3 separate regions of the Mus musculus genome follow, and regions 2 and 3 are each linked to region 1. The links are chromatin contacts, called in public Hi-C and HiChIP or PLAC-seq maps. All regions are on one chromosome and are shown on one strand. Each heading gives the region's core, a stretch centred on a gene start, on an enhancer-like site or on the middle of the called end of the contact. The rest is flanking DNA. Distances are from core to core; before and after follow the strand shown.

The links. HiChIP or PLAC-seq counts read pairs in DNA pulled down with a chosen protein or histone mark. A called contact is a pair of places that touch in the nucleus more often than the background predicts.
Region 2: a Hi-C map of Sertoli cells shows a contact between it and region 1, with 2.0 times the contacts expected there. The contact joins the enhancer-like site here to the promoter of Fanci in region 1. A contact is called at or near these places in 1 of 39 promoter capture datasets (Sertoli cells), 1 of 15 datasets of contacts at CTCF or cohesin (CD8 T cells), 10 of 484 Hi-C or Micro-C datasets (the P5424 cell line, Sertoli cells, bone marrow-derived macrophages and 5 more), 19 of 115 datasets of contacts at active chromatin or transcription factors (the 230-238 cell line, CD4 single positive thymocytes, the SCID.adh cell line and 11 more) and 3 of 9 other capture datasets (adipose tissue, liver and pancreatic islet).
Region 3: a contact with region 1 is called in a CTCF HiChIP or PLAC-seq map of the NIH/3T3 cell line, with 12 read pairs. The contact joins the enhancer-like site here to the promoter of Fanci in region 1. A contact is called at or near these places in 1 of 15 datasets of contacts at CTCF or cohesin (the NIH/3T3 cell line), 2 of 115 datasets of contacts at active chromatin or transcription factors (the SCID.adh cell line and embryonic stem cells) and 3 of 9 other capture datasets (adipose tissue, liver and pancreatic islet).

What each region holds. Positions count from the first base shown.
Region 1 is chr7:79,390,445-79,394,212 of GRCm38.p6, reverse strand. Fanci (Fanconi anemia, complementation group I) reads right to left here and starts at 1,875. Exons shown (of 38, transcript NM_145946.2): 1 at 1,822-1,875. It also overlaps a transcript of Rlbp1 not described here.
Region 2 is chr7:79,446,794-79,450,561 of GRCm38.p6, reverse strand. Fanci (Fanconi anemia, complementation group I) reads right to left here. Exons shown (of 38, transcript NM_145946.2): 35 at 2,250-2,312; 36 at 1,647-1,742; 37 at 1,382-1,489; 38 at 298-922. The coding sequence ends at 851. Polg (polymerase (DNA directed), gamma) reads left to right here. Exons shown (of 23, transcript NM_017462.3): 22 at 1-77; 23 at 525-3,768. The coding sequence ends at 601. Among named protein-coding and RNA genes, the nearest start is that of Polg, 18 kb to the left of the region's middle. Within about 2 kb of position 1,946, at least 17 of the 459 cell types and tissues checked have an H3K27ac peak or open chromatin away from gene starts, as enhancers often do. A contact at or near this core is called in CD8 T cells and Sertoli cells, where this site is marked.
Region 3 is chr7:79,347,148-79,350,915 of GRCm38.p6, reverse strand. It overlaps Abhd2 (abhydrolase domain containing 2), which reads right to left. Exons shown (of 11, transcript NM_018811.6): 6 at 2,473-2,656; 7 at 73-165. It overlaps Gm24224 (a long non-coding RNA gene), which reads left to right. Exons shown (of 4, transcript XR_003946649.1): 2 at 1,831-2,793. Among named protein-coding and RNA genes, the nearest start is that of Gm24224, 4.8 kb to the left of the region's middle. Within about 2 kb of position 1,940, at least 51 of the 459 cell types and tissues checked have an H3K27ac peak or open chromatin away from gene starts, as enhancers often do. A contact at or near this core is called in the NIH/3T3 cell line, where this site is marked.

The sequences.
Region 1 (3,768 bases), core at 626-3,125:
TAAGTGGGAGGCAGAGGCAGGTGGATCTCTGTGGGCTAAAGACAAGCCTGGGCTACAGAGTGAGCTCCAGGACAGCCAGGGCTACCACATGTGTGCATGCGCATGCGCGCTTGTACACACGTACACACGTACACGTACACACACACACACACACACACACACGCACACAAGCTCAGAGTCCTGGGACAGGAGAGATGGCTCAGTACTGAGCCTTCCCTGCTATCCCAGAGTTGCTGAATTCCATGCCTAGCACCACATCAGATGGCTCACAACTGCATGGCACTCTCTTCTGGCCGCAGAGAGCAGGTCCTGCAGGGTCTAAGCCCTCGCTTAACTTCCTTCATCACTCTATTCTTTCTTTTTAATGTTAAATAAGGAATTAGAAAAAAAAAATCAGATAGTGGAATCAACCAGACCCAAAGTCTACAAACGCAGCGAGCTTCTCCACAGCTCTAAGCCACTCTGAAGCTGGGGTGCTTCATGCTGGGTTTCACTCCTTCTCTACCAAGGATGTTCTTATGCACGTAACCACCACCCAAGCCGGAGGTCGTGAAAAGGTACACAGAGCTAATTCTGTTTCTGATTTTATCACTCTTCTAAGAACAATAAATTGTTTTCTGTCCTTCAAATCCCCAACACCCTTATAAACGATTTCTCATCTGAAACAAAGATACCCATCCTTGCTCTCAATTTCTACAAAGTCTTCAGACCTCGGCTCAACTCACTCTCTCTCAGATGCTCCGGTGTTACCTCCTCTACAAACACCAGTGAAATTCCTTCCACAATGTCACTAACTTTTTAAACAATTTTATTTGATGTATGAGTGCTCTGCTGCATATACATCCCCCTGCCTGAAGAGGGCATCAGATCCTCCTATAGATGGTTGTGAGCCACCAGGTGGTTGTCGGGAATTGAACTCAGGACCTCTGGAAGAACAGTCAATGCTCTTAACTGCTGGGACATCTCACCAGCCCCCCTCCCTCCCCCGGCAAGTTCTAATATTACATTTTAAATTAATGGCTAGGTCCCCCACTGGTCTACAGTTCCATGAGTATTTCCAGTTTGGTTTATCGTTATCTTGAGCACAGTAACAAGCTTATATTAAGGACATAAGAAATATCTGATGTGGGCCAGAGGGCGTAACTCTGCCGGTAGAACTGCCTAGCAGGCCTGCCGCCCTGGGCTGGATGACGTCATAACCCTAGACTTGTATACACCTAGCATGTTGATGCTCTCCTGTAATCCCAGCACTCAGGTGGAAACATGACCAGGCACACTCTGTAGCCAATATAAGACACTGACTCAAAAACAAAACTAAAAGGAAACAGAAACTATAAAATAAGGCAGCTAATGTAGATTTTACTACCTTAACTTCTATATACGGTGCCGAAAATATACTAAGTGCTTATAGTGGTGGCTGGGTGATTGCTTTGTATATTAAAATAAACGCTATGTAAATGGAGAAATTAAATAAAACATCTGGTGGGGTCGTTAGCTTTTGGAGCTCCGTTCTGCTCGACAGTGCACGTCTTGAGTATCCTGCCTATCCTATGCGAAGTCAATGGCCTCTCTTCCCACTGGCACTGGGCTCCACGCGCGAAACCCGGCTGCGGGACCCTCCAGAAGCAGGCGCTGACACTGCAGGGCAGGGCCAATAGGGAGGGCAGAACGGAGCGAGCCTCGCAAAAACCCGCCAAAGCTGATGTCCCCGACCCCTGCGCAGAAACCAGGCACGGCGGGACGCCACGTCGCAAGGGGACCCTGCCTGTCCTCACCGTCCCACTTCCTCCCTCCTTGTAAGCACAGACCCTGAACAGTCACCTCAACCTCAGCTCGGGATCCTTCCAAAATTCCCGCTCTACTCCACGCAGCCGCACTTCCGTTGCCCAGAGCAACAGGTCCCGCCCCCGAGGTGCACTTCCGACTTCCTAACTCTGTAGGGCGTACCATTTTAGATGACAAAGTGGGGGAATCTTTGCGGAGATGATGGCCCAAATTCGCGGGAGAGGGAGGTGCAACCGGCTCACACGCTTTGGGGGGAACCTCAGAGTAGCATGCGCGTTATGGTATGGCCGGGTTAAGCTTTCTTAGAGCTCTGTAGTTGAAGTCAGTGCAGAAGAGATTGAACCAATTGATGGAGGGTCAGGTCTTTTGCATCGGAAGCACCTCGCGCGCGCCCGCATGAGTGAGTGAGTGAGTGAGTGAGTGAGTGAGTGAGTGAGTGAGTGAGTGAGTGAGTGAGTGAGTGAGTGAGAGTGAGTGTGAGTGTGAGTGTGTGTGTCCGTCCGTCCCAGAAGCAGTGAATGTTCAATACATTCGTAAATAACCACCTGAGTGCACCGTCAAGATCAATGAAGCAGTGGACCGAAATTCTACTTTAGATTGAGGGTGCAGCTTGTGCACAGTGCCCAGAATCAACAAGCTCCTGGCTAGCTAAGCATGTGAAGGTGCTTAGGATGGTAGAGGAGAAGCAGAGGCATTACTATTTAGTGAAGCAAAGGATTCCTCTCGGGAATCACTCTTCTACATTTAGGTCTCCACACTGAAATATGAGAAGTTGTTAAAAACCAGCAGCTGAGGGTGAGGGCGATCCCTGAGGGGAATCCTTTACTTCACTAAAGAAACAGATGGCTTCATCCCATCTTCCCACAAAACCTTCCTTCCAAACTCCTTCTAGTTCCAAACTCCTTCTAGGACTGCACCATTCAGCTGTAAATCTGTTAACAATCTATACAGATTAAATAAGCATTCCATGTGTGCATCTAATAACACTTATTAAATTGTTTGTATGAATGTCTACCCCGATACATGAATAACATAGTACCTGTTTTTAATTTATTTTATTTATTAATTTTTGGTTTTTGTTTTGTTTTGAGACAGGGTTTCTCTGTATATCCCTAGCTGTCCTGGAATTCAATTTGTAGATCAGACTGGCCTCGAACTCAGAAATCCACCTGCCACTGCCTCCCAATGGTGGGTTTAAAGGCATGTGCCACCATTGCCTGGCTACCTGTTTTTTTATTAACATTAACTTTTTTTTGTTGTTGTTGTTTTTTTTTTTTTTTGGTTTTTTGAGACAGGGTTTCTCTGTATAGCTCTGGTTGTCCTGGAACTCACTTTGTAGACCAGGCTGGCCTCGAACTCAGAAATCCGCCTGCCTCTGCCTCCCGAGTGCTGGGATTAAAGGCGTGCGCCACCACGCCCGGCAACATTAACTTTTTGCTTATGTTTTCTTAGTCAGGATCCCACTTAGCCCAGGCTGGGTTTTAACTTGCGACATAACTGTGATTGGCCTTGATGTGTTTTGTAAAGTCAACAATATGTTTTAAAGAGCGAGGTACGGTGCAGTGGGTTAGGGTACCTCAGTGGGCCCACGCTAAGGCATCCTTCCCTGCAAGGTACCAGCCATAGGTCTAGTATAGCATAGAGTTTATTCTGTTGAAGGGGGGTTGAGAAGGGAGTAGAGACAGAGAAAGAGCGAGGGGAGAGATAGAATGAGAGAAAGATATGGAGCTGGAACAAAGAGACAAAGAGAAGACGCTGGCCAGGAACATGGAGTGGGGCAGGAGAGGGAGAAAGGAGTCAGAGAGAGAAAAGGGGGTCAGAGAGAGAAAGTCAGAAAGTGAAGAGAGACCAAACAGTCCCTTTTATAGCAACCCCAGTTTACCTGGCAGTTGCTAGGTAACTGCTGGGCGGGGCCTAGAAGTAATGCTAAGGTGTTAACAGGCCTGGAACTCCTAATCCTCCTGCTTCTACTTCCCAAGTGCC
Region 2 (3,768 bases), core at 697-3,196, 56 kb before region 1:
CAGGAAGGAAGTGACCATGGACTGTAAAACTCCTTCTAACCCAACTGGGATGGAAAGGAGATATGGGATCCCCCAGGGTGAGTGCACTCTTTGTTCCCTCTACATGTAGAATGGGAAGTAGCTTAGAACCTCGGGGCTCTCGGCAAGAAACATGCATTTAACTTATGCAGTATTCTAAAATGAATATGATATTCAAATCACAAAGGGAACTGTTGCAGAGGGTGGCTCATAGTAAATGAAGATGTTAGAATTTCAAATGTTCCATGTACGCTGACCCATTTTCAAAACTACACCAGAAATGTTTAAAGTTTTATTGTATAAGCCAAAGTGCATTCTTATGTGGAAAAAATGTATCTGTGCTGAAAATGCCAGAGTTGGTTAGAAAGCTTGTGTTATAATAAGACAAGCTGCCACTCTCAAAGACTCCCTCACACCCACTGTCTTTGACCCCAACATTCAGATTCTCATTTCTGAGTTCAGTCACAATTCTGGAGGCATCCTAACCAATTTCCACCGTCTTACAGGTGAAGCACTGGATATTTACCAGATAATTGAACTCACCAAAGGCTCCTTGGAAAAACGAAGCCAGCCTGGACCCTAGCTCTGTCTGGAGGTTCTGTATTTGCTCCTGTGGAGCTTTATTGGAGCGGTGCAGGTTCCTAAACTCAGGCTTTCAGATGTGCTTTTTTGCAAAAGGCAGCCATTTTTCTGTAGCAGGACCTGCCCAGGAAAGTCCTCCTAACGGAAGGCACAATTCAGTGCGTTCAGAACCAGGACACCAACATCAGTGCAGGCTGTGTGACAAGGGGTACTGTTGGGCACAAATGAAGCAGATGCCCCAAAGGTCACATTAACTCAGGCATTTCTTCCTCCTCTTCTTGGCTGGTTCTCTGTCCTGCTGTGTATGTGCTGATGCAGTGCCCTAGAAGGGGAGAGTAGAAATTTTGACAACCTTGTTCTAAGGTGATGGGAATAAAAACAAACACCAAACTCCTGGAACAGTTGTGCTTTCCCGTCTGCTGCCCAGGTTGTGACTTAGAACTCCGTCCTGAGTAGATGGACGAGATGCTGGGAGCCCGGAGCATCACAGCTACAGACGGCCTGGGGCACAGTGATGTACGGAACTCCGCATCAGCCGGCTAGCCAGATTATTTTATATAAATGTCTAATTTTGACTGGGTCTTGTCTACTGATATTATTTCTAGCTTTTACAAACTTAAAATGGAACCCACATTGGGCTCAGGTGATGAATGGGCCTACCTTGAGGGAGGGTGTAAAAGCCAGCCAGAATGCTGTAGAAACAGGACCCCAGGACAGGGGAGTTTGTCTGCTACTTTTCATAGAAATATATACCAAAAGCATAGCAGAAGTAGGCACCAACCTCTTCGTTTTCGTCTTCCTCATCCTCTCGAAGAACCATGTCGAGGACACTGCCTTTGATCTTGAAGTCCCGAGAAGTACTCAGCTTCATGTGCTGCATCAGGTTTACCTGGGACAGCAGAAGGTCCTTTCAGTGTGTACTTGGAGGACCCTTTGCTTTTACCAGATGACATTCACCTTGACCACCTCTAGCTGTGCTGCCTGCCACAGAGCTTGCTAGACTCCTTCCAGCAGTAAATGAGAGTGGAAATAAAGAACATTTTTACCTTGGACTTTTTAGACAGTTGGATAAGAAATTTTTCATACTGTTCAATGGCAAAGACAAGGTTAGGGATTGGCTTGGTTTCACGAAGAACTTTGGCCTAAGAGTAAAAAGATATAAGACATTTCAGGTTCAGTGGCTTTTGAGGTTTTTATGTAGCATCTCTCAAGAAGGAACCCACTTTGGCACATGCTGTATTTCTTTTTTCTGATAGTCAAATGAATTTACATTGCTAAGATTAGTCCCTAAAATGAGTATACTGTGTAGTTTCCCGAGTCACTTAGACTGACCTCCCACTCTTCATGCCTGGACTTCAGATAAGTGCCACCACCCCCACTTTTAACAATGACATACACTGTTAACTTATTTGGCTGGTCTTCTGGACATTAGCTTTATTTCCTTTAAGAAACCACGTGGTGAGGACCATCCTGTGCCTAGGCCTTTGTATATCCTAAAAGGAATTGTTACAGCCCCATTTCCTAAATATAGTAACTTTACCCCCTTCCTGCACTCGCCAATTCTTAGACCCTTATGGAGCGCCATTTCCACTCTTGCTTTTTTAATGTCCAACAAGACCCGTGGGTCTGAGTGGCCAGGGGGAGCTTACCATGGTTGTGCTCACTGCAGCCTTCTCCTTTTCTGAGCACTTTGGGGCGTCACTGCTCTTATTCTAAAGAAACAGAAACATTGTCTTATTCTTCAAGATGCTATATCTGGGAAGCACAAAAGTTGTGAGATATATATCTCCATCCCTTGAATGTCTGCCTCCTTGGGTATGTATATTCTTGGAAGTACCATATCAGTGTAGCCACTAAGCTACTATACAGATAGGATTAAGGTAGCAGGAACAGCTGACTAGGGCTATGCAGAGGTCTGCAGCCAGTCTTAGAGGTAATCTTATACACAATATAGTCACTACACTTCGGAAGTTATAAAGGGTCACAGAGACACTTCCTTGAGTTGTAACTAGTATGAATCTCTTAGACAGGAAGAACTGGTATTGGTGTACACCTTTAGTCCCACAGAAGAGGTAGAGGCAGGTGGGTCTCCTTGAGTTCTAGGCCAGTCATGCTACAGGACCATGACCCAGGACAGGCAGAAAGCTACACTGTAAAAACCCTGTCTGAAATAATAGCAACAAAATACTAACAGGGCAAAAGAAAGCCAAGATCTAAGAAGAGATGGGAGAAACCACCCAGTTTGAGTGAAACAGGAAACCTTCATCTTAAAAGGCTTCCGTTTTAACTTTCCAGCAGCGGAGTAGGGGCAAGGAAGCTTCTGAAAGCAGAGAGACTGTACTGGTGAAGCTACACAGAAGGTACACAGGTTGATTCTTGTGTTATGCTCGAAAAGGTTTTGGAGGTGCTGGTAGAAAAAGTCCTAGGAAGCAGGGGTAAAGAGTAAGGTCCTGTATTAAGAAGGGACTTCACCTGAACACATGGGATGGGACCCATCTCCGGTTTGTGGCTGAGGTGGCACCCTGTTGAGTCTCCAAGTAAACCTGTGCACTGCCAATAACTGCTGACTAAAACAGGACCAAGACTCACAGCTGTCTTGAGTCTCTACAGGATGCTTTATGAAGTCAGTGTGACCATAAACTCATACAAAAATGATAAGCTGAGCGTGGTGACACATGCCCTTTGTACAGAGAGCCTCAAGTACATAGTTCTAGGCTAGCCAGAGCAACAAAGTGGGCCCTCTCAAAGGGTGTGTGCATTGAGTATGACAGCATGCTTATAGTTCCAGAACTTGACCTGAGGCAGGTGGATCTCAAGTTCAAGACTAGCCTGCACTACACAGAAACTGAAAAGATTCGAGGGACCCAGACCTCAGGAGTGGAGGGTATCTATCCTACAGAAACAACAGATTGAAAGAATGGAGTCCACATGGGAATGTACGAAGTTTGAAGTGTGAGAGGACATGTCTGCAAGCGTTTAAGAGAGAAAAGGACCAGGGGTAATTAGCTTGTCCAGAATATCCAGCTGGGTGTGGCAGTATACTTCCTTAATCCCCAGGCAGATAGAAGCCAATGTCAAGTTAGCCTGGGCCACACCATGCATGCAGGCAAACAGTCTCTGAGGATCTATACATGACATCATTTCTAACAAACCCCTGCCCTCCACCCC
Region 3 (3,768 bases), core at 691-3,190, 43 kb after region 1:
GGAGAGGTTCCTTGTCTCGTCTTAGTGGGAGGTACCAAGGTACCACCTGAGACAGAGGAGAGGGTCCTATACCTGTGAGACAGGATGATCTTCTTCATGTTGTCGGCCATGAGGAAGTTGTAGAACCTGCGGCACTGGTCCCACTGCATGAAGGTCTCCTGGGCCCTGCGGGGACCACAGAAAGTTAGACTCCATGACGGGCATGAGGGGCTCTGTGGGAAGTACAGGCTGGCTTTGACTCTCATGTTGGATAACAGCTCTGATGTGTAGCATTCAAACATCCGGGGAGAAGCCAAGAGTCTCTCTGAAGACGACCCTGCAGGAAGCCTCCAAGGCCAGAAAGGCACAGCTGGTTGTCAGCAGCACGCCTGACGCCCACCTGGCTTGCTGAGATCTGCTCCAGTAGATTTTCTTTTTAAAAAGTGGGGAGCATAAAGGTGTAATGTGCTTAGAAACCAAAAGCTGAGGCTTCCAGTGGAGAACAACACACCTTCGGAGGTCGGAAGCCACTGTCGTGCCTGGGACCTCTACAGGTACAGAAAGATCATCACAGGTGGGCCACTAGGAACACGTGCCTAATACCTTTTTCTTCTTAACCATCAAGCCACAACCTGTTGCTACTCGACTTGGTTCCTCCCCTCTTGACCTTTGACCCCTGTTGCCGCTTGATCCGGGTGAGAAGGCACTTCTCTGAGCTGCCACATCCCATGTGGCAGACGCAGGCTTCAGCCATAGGTCAACCACGTACTAAAGAATCGGCCTACTCCATCCCCCCGCCACCCCCCATTGCACGGGGCTCATGTGACAATAGGCAACTGTATGTAACTCTTAGAGGTAACAGGGAAGGAGTGGAAAAAGACGCATTTCACAGATCCTAGGTTCCTATTGCATTCAATCTTATTTGAACCCCTTACTTTGTTCACTGTGCTGATCATCTACTGACAGCAGATGGCGCTATTGCTGCAAAATGCGAGGAAGCCTGTGCTTGTAAGATTGGGGCATTGAGCAGGAGGGAGGGAGGAGAGGACAAATTTGTCACAAGCTTCCTATTTATAAAGCCCAGTGCTCTGTGCACACTAGGTTAGCATTTACAGCAAGCTCCCTGGTGCTGAAGTCAGGGAGGGAATCTAGTGGTTTCTAACACTAAAGATGACAGGATGCTGACTGTCACATCAGCTGTCAGGTAAAGGCAGGGAGGACCCCACATCTCTAGGCCCTGCTCCCTCGGGTCAGGTGGCAGGCTGTCTGTCCTCCTGAGTATCCTTTTCTTATCCAGGCTGGGCAGGACAGATTCTGGCTAGCTCTGGATCTCTGTGACATGATCTGGGAGTTGAATATTTCTCACTGGGCCAAGATAAAGGGAATACGGATTCAGCCATCTACAGGCCAAGAGGCTAACCTAGTTCTAGAATGCCAGAGCTCAGAGACTGCTCAGGTCACCACACCCAGTGACTGCTTAACGTGGGACCATCTACAAAACGGGTCTGGAAGGCAAATTCCCAGGCTTTACCAAGTTAGAGTTTCCAGATGTGGGGCTCTGCCGGGCTGAGCTTCTTTCTAGCATGATCCCCTCAAGCGACTCTTCTGTTTTAAACCTTCCTTGTTATTATTGTGTGTTCAGGATGATGTGTGGGGGTGAGCATGCCATGGCACACAGTGGAGGTCAGAGGACAGCTGCGTTTTGGGGATCAGACTTACCCAGCAAGCCCCTCATTCACCAAGCCATTCTGCCAGCCACCCCAGCGATTCTCAAAGAACCGAGACAGCCAATGGCTCACCAGACTGGCCTCTGGGATCCCCTGACCTAACCCACCCTCTCTAATTTTCCAGTGAACAGTAATGATGCAGCCGACAATTCCGTTCTGTGGCTGGGTGCTGTGCTGAGCACTTCACACATGACCTCATCCTGTATAGCGTGTCTGCTGACTGGAGACTAAGGGCTGAGGTATTTGCTCCCGCGGCTTCTCTGGGAGGATGGCTGGGATGCCTGAGAGAAGAATCCTTCAGGTGAGGACCTGCTGAGGAGATTTCCACAAGCTGCTTCCGACACCATCTGAGACTCAAAGCCTCCACTGGATGGGGGGACCTGGGGGTCACAAGGCCCAGGGGGTCGGATGCTGCTGTCTGCTGTGCTCTCTTGTTAACTCGTAGTCCTGCCGTATTCTGGAAACTCAGACACGATCCGAGACTCCCTAGAGAAGCAGCAGTCACTTTGATGATCCGATTACGGACCTGATCCTAGAGTACTATACAGACCTCAGGTGTAACAAGCCCTAGGACGACACGGAGGCAAACCCATTTGAGCCTAAGTGTTGGAAACCTTTGCTCAGTCTGCAAGGTGCTCCCTGGACCCTGCTGTCCTGGGCGAGCTCTATAAACAAGTACTGTCAACTGAAGGACCCAAGGGGAGAAACCTGTGTGTGTGTGTGTGTGTGTGTGTGTGTGTCTCTGTGTGTGTGTTGGATGACTCACCTCAGTGCGCTGTACCCCTGGCACACACTGACACAGCACAGGACCTTTTCCTGGTTTGCCTGCGTCTCCCCCAAGTATTTGCACACGATGTTACCACCCAGGCTGAAGCCCACGACGACCAGCTGGGTCTGGGGATATGTCCTCTTGATGTAGTTCACCATGGCTCCAAATTCCCACGTGCAGCCTGTGGGCAAAAGGAGAGGTCACCTGACCATTGCCAATACAACAGAAACTGAAGAAAATGCAAGCTGGAGTGTTGCTAACTGGGTGCCCATGCACTGAAGAATGAGGCACGCGTGCATGTGTGCTGAGAAAACGCAGGTAGGCAGACATTTTTTTTTTTAGCTATGTGAGAGAGAGATGCTCCCTTGAATTAGAGAAAAAATGGGCATTAGCAGTGTTTGTGAGCAGACGTACAACACAAGTCAAATACATTTGCAATGCTCTTTTAAAGGTGGGTTGTGATTTACTGGGTTAGATGCTCCTGGGCATCCAAACAGATTTTCAGGGCGAGCGTTAAGCAGCTATGTTCATGCACAGACAGATATAAATACCAGCAAGAGTTAAGCCCTTTGAGGATTGATTAGCTTCTTAGCTACAAATTGGGGCGCTCTACCCCTGTGTACAATGATTCATGGTGTGAAGAGCCCAGAGGATGTTATTTACCGGACCTTCTTGACAACTCTGGGGACAGAACGAAGATGAACCCCAAGTCTACAGGGACACCCAGGATGCTCTGCAGGGTTCAGACAAATGTTCTTAGTGACACAGGGATACGGTGGCAAGGGAGGACAACTCATTCTGAAACCCTCAGAGGGGCCGTGTGAATGGAGAGGGTGTTTACGCCTGGTCTGCCTAGCGGGGATGCTCTCAGCCACTGTCCCCTGGGAAGCTGTCAGAGCCTAGCTATACCTCTGTAGCTCTGCTGAGACAGAGATGCTGGGGGGCATGCAGAGGCGAAGGATTCAGCACATTCTAATAGCAAGCCCAGACGTCAGGGAGCCAACCTAAGAGTAAAACTTAGCAGGGCAACTGCTGGAGGCTGGCAGAAGCACATACCACATACACCAGTAGGGGGAAGGGTTTGCAGTGGGAACGGGAGCTGCTGTCCTGCAGCCACGGACTCACAAGTCTGAGACCAGACTTGGCTTTAAACAGTAAAGCCCAGCTGGCTTTAAACAGTAGCTTCCAGAATTGGAACACCACTTTTAGAGCCTAGAACAACTCCCTTCTATCTGTCTGTGCTGGTTTGATACAAACTGGAGTCACGTGGGAAGAGGGAACCCGAACTGAGAT